2 separate regions of the Bos taurus genome follow, and region 2 is linked to region 1. Evidence: chromatin contacts called from public Hi-C data. All regions are on one chromosome and are shown on one strand. The core of a region is the stretch at or near the end of the contact, and the rest is flanking DNA. Distances in the headings are between cores, read along the strand shown. Region 1 has its middle 47 kb from the start of CD28. Region 2 has its middle 39 kb from the start of CD28.

Region 1 (2,883 bases), core at 149-2,648:
AAAAGATGAGTAAAATATATACATGAGACCAAGTGCATATCCTCTTCTATGGAAGCAAAGACACACTTCTCCCCCTTCCTCTAAGGAAGCCAAATCCTGATTCATTTTTCGTTCAAGACTCAGCAGAAACACAATGCTTCGTGTTGTAGAGGCTTATTACAACACAGTGACAGCACTATAATTTCCTTCAGGGCAAAGGGCTTCACTTGGCTTTAGGCCAGCTAAGCTCCGTGTCATTTAGCACTTCTATAGCTTCTGACAGAGGTGACTACCCTCACGTTTGTGCGTTCTATATTCCTTTAGGAAGCATTTTTTAAAACGTTGTTTTAATAGCAACTCTTTAGAGGCAGCAGTTAGATTATGTACGTGCCAGATTTCTTTTCCTTTATGCGGACATTCAGATAGTCCATAAACCATTGCAAGTGACTGTACCTCCCACTTCTTCTGAGGCCAAAGCAGTCTTAAAATGTTTGGCATGCAGGGGGCCTTTTGTCAAAGGAAACCTGTAATTGTAAAATTCCTCCCTGGTCTCATTGTTCACGTAGACCTATATAGAGTTCCCTTGTCTTTTTCTGGTTATGCTATGTGGTCAGTCTTGGCTTTGTTTTGAAGAAGTTATAGACAGTTAAGTAAACATCTTATGGAAATAGCTAAGATCTAAAGCTAGGAACACTTCATATTTTTTGTCTCTATTAAAAAAAAAAAGGCGTATTTTTTTCTCAGAAGCCTGTGACCCTACCCCGCCCCATGCCTTGTTATCACTGTGGACTTTTGCCTCAGGAGACTATGTCTCTACATAAAAGTTGTGTAATCCTTATTTCCTGAATGGGACCTACCTAAGTGCTTACACTAATAGTCACCTCCCACGTGGACAGGCACGGTGGCTGCTGTGTGAGGGGAGGGGACATTCCAGAGGCATGAGGGGAGGAGTCCACAGAGGCAGGCACAGCTGTGGAGCAGGTCTCTGAGCCAACAGCAAAGCTGAGTCCAGCCAATTAGAGACATTGCATTCTCTGTTAGCAATCCTGCATGACATGACAAGCATGCTGAGACTGCTTCCAGAGATTTCCCTCCTTCTGGCTTAGATTGGGGGTGGGATGAGGATAGGAAACAAGAAGTCTAAAGGGAAAAACAAATGATCTGTTTCTTCATTTATTGACTACAAGCTCAAACATTGACTAGGTGCTCTTTGTTGGGCCAAGATTTGACATGTAATCTCTTTCTTAATTCTCATAATACCGTCAAACAGGTAAGTTTTAATCTTCATCTAGCAGTGGAGGAAACTGAGCCTTTGGAGAGGCTGAGAAACTTGTTCAAGGTCGCACAGGAAGAGGCAAACCTGGGACAGTGTGCTGCCAGGAGACCAAGCATGTGCTCTTAACCACTGTGCTACACTGCCTCCCTGTGTTAGAACATCTTTTCTCCCCAGCATGGTGGAAGCTAAGTAGAAGATAAGAAGTCTGCTAGGTGGTAGATATCAGCAGGCACTATTTCTTTGTCATTGTATTAATATTATATTATTATAGTTCAGCATGTTAAATAGTTTTATTTATACAAAACAACTGAGAAACTTAAATTGGCTTGAGCAAATGTAATTTGAGCTGTTTGTGATTATAGAATGCGATGATCATGATGGCTGTCTGTTGGCCTCTGTCTGTCTCTGATTTTCTGAAGTGAGCTTTTGTTTGGCAGGAACAGTTGTTAGGGAGCAATACCAGCTGCAAGGGAACAATTCCTGACATTACCTCCTCCCCACTCTCTGTCTTCCCTCCTCACAACCTCCGGTCCTGGCAAGTTTACTGTGGGACAGATACAGTTTACAAGATCCTTGCAGGGTTGCAGGACAATTCTTACCTTCAGGGAACTAATATTTTAGTTGAAAAGACACCTAAGAATATAAGTCAAAATCAAATATGTTGCAATAGAGCAATATATAAAGTATTGTGTGTAGGAGTGTGGAAAAGAAATTTTTCCACAAGTACTCTTATTTTGAATGGATATTGCCAGGGACGGGAAACTCTCATACTTATTTCTCTCGTACAGTTTACTGAAGCCAAACCTTCTTCAAAAGAGGACCCAGCATTGTATTGGCTCAGGGGAGAAACTTCAGGGGAGGAAAAATCTGTCGATGCTATTCAGTTGGAAGCTATTTAGTTGGAAGAGAGACAGAAGGAGGAGAACACTTTGGGAGTTTTGAGCACTCTGATGTTCACAGTCTTCTATTTTTGGCTCCCTGAAGGAGATCTCAAAGCAGAAACTGGAATTCAGAGAACTTCTGAGATCATATAATGTTCTCTGTTGGTGGCATTAGATTTAGGGTTGGTCTAATTTACTTATATGAGTTTGAACAAACTCCAGGAGATGATGGACAGGGAAGCCTGGTGTGCTGCAGTTCATGGGGTTGTGAAGAGTTGGATATGACTTAATGACTGAACAACAACAAATTTACTTTGACTACTCAGTTCTGAAAATGGCCTCTGGGGTGCAGAATCCATCCTTAAATTAAGCCTTCTCCTAACTCCATATTTCCTGCAAGGGAATATGTTTGGATAATCAAGATCAGATAACCATACAGATAGCCAAGATCTGTGTGTATTCCCCAGGTCTTGCACAAAAGCTTAAAGCTTTCTGTTATACTGGAGGTTCTCAATCTTCCATGTTTGTAGCATGCTTTCAAGTGCTGGAATTATTGGCAACACAAATGAAGGGCTTCAAAGAATAAAATCTATACCACCATCCACATAATAATAAAACAGTATCTCATGGTGTTCATAAAAATAACTACAGCAGGTCACAGCTTGTGTGCTTGCCTTTCTGTACCATGTCTAGGTTCAAGGACAGCTGGTTACTGCCCTTACTGTGATGTCTAATATGTTTATGGAA
Region 2 (2,883 bases), core at 196-2,695, 86 kb after region 1:
TCATCTTAAAAAGTCATGCTAAGTCAAGATTAAGTCGATTTCTCATTGAAGTCTCCAAATTGCCTCTTAATGGAGAATTGACTGTTTTAAACATGCATTTAGTATAAATCATCTGAAAATGTTGGCTTTGCTGTTAAAATCCTATCCTACTACAAAATCACTGCTCTTTCTTTTCCTTTTTTCTTGACCCACTGAATTCTATAAATGCTTTGCCTGGCTGTGATTCTAAAAGAACTCAAGGATGGGAATGCTGAGGATAGACAGTTTAAGCTTCTCCTGTCATACTCTTGTCTTAACTGAACAGGCCAATGGCATGCGATAGTTTAAAAGAAGAACAATAAACAAAACTGTCACATTTGGAGCAAGTTGAAAAATTCAAATAGGTATATTAATCACCACACACAGTGCTATCCTCTTGGGGGTAGGGAAAGGCCCTTGCACAAGAGACACAGCTATTACTTCATGTAATAGCTACCATTACTTGATTACAAATTGTGCTTTGAGTGTGGCCTGGAGTCACCTGGGTGTGCTATGACTTCATCTCTAAATAGACTATTTTCTTTGTGGAAATGGAGCTCATTAAACTTAAAGATAACCAAAATCTCCTACTCCAAGAAAGACTCAAGTTAGCTAGTAACTCATGAATTTGATTGCATAAACCAAATCAACCAGAAAAGGATAAGTTGGTAAAAAAAAAAAATCAAGCATTAAATGAATAGCCTTAATAAATATTCCTTTACTGGGCTAATAAAACTAGTGTAATCTGGTTCTGTGAAAAGGTTTCAGCCCTTTGAAACTCAAGTGCAAAATGAAATAAATTGCAAACCTTTCATGACTTCACCTAACAGACCTCCCACCCTGTTCTAACTATGTAGCTAAGAGACCAGTGTGCCACAGCCCTGACTTCACTTTTTAAAATCCAGTCTGATAAGAGATTGATTCCTTTTAAAGCAGAACACTTTCTCCTCTCCTTGTCTGGAACAGAGATAATGGATGAGTGAGAAAAAAATCAAAGAAACTTCTGGATCAATCATAATAGGGGCCCTAACCCCTACCCTGGGCTTCCCTGGTGGTTTGACCACCAACCTAAGCAGTAGTAAATGGGATGGTTTGGGAGTTATCAGAAACTAGTTGGTCATCTTATCTGTGTCTCTTTAGCTGAGGCACCAACTCTTAGCTTTTCAATAGTGGTGCTCAGAAGTTTAGCTCTTCTGGAATTAATCTCAGTGGGTGGTTCTCGGATTTGGCATCCCAAAGGAATGTGTGGCTTTCTCTTTGAAGATTCCCAGGCTCTCAGCACTTAGAGATCCAGGCCACTGTCCAGGGCAAAGTGGAGCTCACTTCCTCAGGGTGACTTTTGTTCCTTTCAGAGTACAGACACTGGGCTCCATGCTTGAAAAACACTAAGGATGAAATATGGGTGATCCAAGAATATGTCATCTGTGTCGAGCTGATCTCATTATTGAGGCCATTCTAAAGGCCAGAATGTGTGCTTCCTAAGCCCGTTTCCTTATCTTATTTGCCTGTGTAAACTCAGTGAAAAGTTTTGGAATGCTGGGAATTTGAAGGGACAAAATGTCACAGAAAGGTGAATTTATCTTTGCGTAAGGGTGGATTGGATTCTACTTACACTTCAACAGGCAGAACTATCTCAATGATAGATTGAAACACTCCTCTGGCTCCAAAGAACAAATTGTGAGAGCTAGGTGGAAATGTCAGTTGAGACAGAAGAGCAGCAAACAGCTTTGTTTTCCTATAGTTGTGGTTTTGCTTGGTGATGATGACACACGCCGATGAAAATGTGTAGCATGAACTCCAGTTGTTATCTGAGTGAGCATCTCTGCCAACACTGAAGGATATGTGTGGGTGTCACCTGCAAGCACAGAGAGAGGGAGAGAGAGAGAGAGAGAGAAAGAAAGGCCTTGGTTCGGAAAGAAGAGCCAGTTAATCAAAGATCAACAGTGACAAGTGGTGCTGTTTATTTCGTGAGCGTCAGATTTGACTTCCTTCCCCTTGCTAATCTCCAAGTCTGAATTTAGTCTCTGGACTAAATAGATGAGTGTCTGGTGACTGAGGAAGTGGGTGGGACAAGGTGGGCTTGAGTAGGCGTCATGGCAATTACCATGGTTACTTAGTCATATCTTGGTCTTCTGGGCACACACTTAGTATTAGATATGTTAGCTTCCAAAATGTGCATTCTTGCTAACTTTCAAGAACCTGTTACATATTCCAAGAGGGTAGACAAATCTGAGGTTTTCTTGGGGTCCCCTTTGCATTTCCAACCCTATGCAACTCTTGTTTCACTTGTTCTATATCTCTTCCTCTTCTCTTTTTTCCCATCCACTTTATAACTATTTAATGAGCACTTGCCCAGCTCTAAGAAGTAGGCTAGGATGGAGACGTGGCAGCAAGCAACACAGTGTTACTATCTTGATGCTCAGCAAGTACAGAGTGTAGATGTTGTATGTCTCTTCTTTTTAAAAATACCCTAATCAGGATAACCACTTATTCTTAATTATGTGTTCAGACCTGAATGTGGCTATTTGATTTCAGGTTTGCTTGAAAAAATTTTTTGAGATGTTCTTATTTCCCATCTCTAACATGTTTCACATCTTAGCTCAGGATTGACAATTTTTTTTCCTGGAAATGGCCCGATAGCAAATATTTTAGGCTTTGTGATCATACTGTCTCTTCCAGTTAGTTCTGCCACGGGAGTCCAAAGGCAGCCACAGACAAGATGGAAACTAGTGAACATGTCTGTGTTCTCATCAACCTTTATTTGTGGATATTTGAATTTCATGTAACTTTTGCACATCACACAATATTAATATTCTTTTGATTCTGCCCTCCCCCACCCCCAGCCACTCATAATGTAAAACCGAC

What was found. A called contact is a pair of places that touch in the nucleus more often than the background predicts.
Region 2: a contact with region 1 is called in a Hi-C map of liver, with 2.3 times the contacts expected there. The contact joins two enhancer-like sites. A contact is called at or near these places in 2 of 11 Hi-C or Micro-C datasets (both in liver).

Annotation. Positions count from the first base shown.
Region 1 is chr2:91,857,568-91,860,450 of ARS-UCD2.0, forward strand. No RefSeq gene overlaps it. Among named protein-coding and RNA genes, the nearest start is that of CD28, 47 kb to the right of the region's middle. Within about 2 kb of position 1,399, at least 52 of the 102 cell types and tissues checked have an H3K27ac peak or open chromatin away from gene starts, as enhancers often do. A contact at or near this core is called in liver, where this site is marked.
Region 2 is chr2:91,943,531-91,946,413 of ARS-UCD2.0, forward strand. No RefSeq gene overlaps it. Among named protein-coding and RNA genes, the nearest start is that of CD28, 39 kb to the left of the region's middle. Within about 2 kb of position 1,446, at least 17 of the 102 cell types and tissues checked have an H3K27ac peak or open chromatin away from gene starts, as enhancers often do. A contact at or near this core is called in liver, where this site is marked.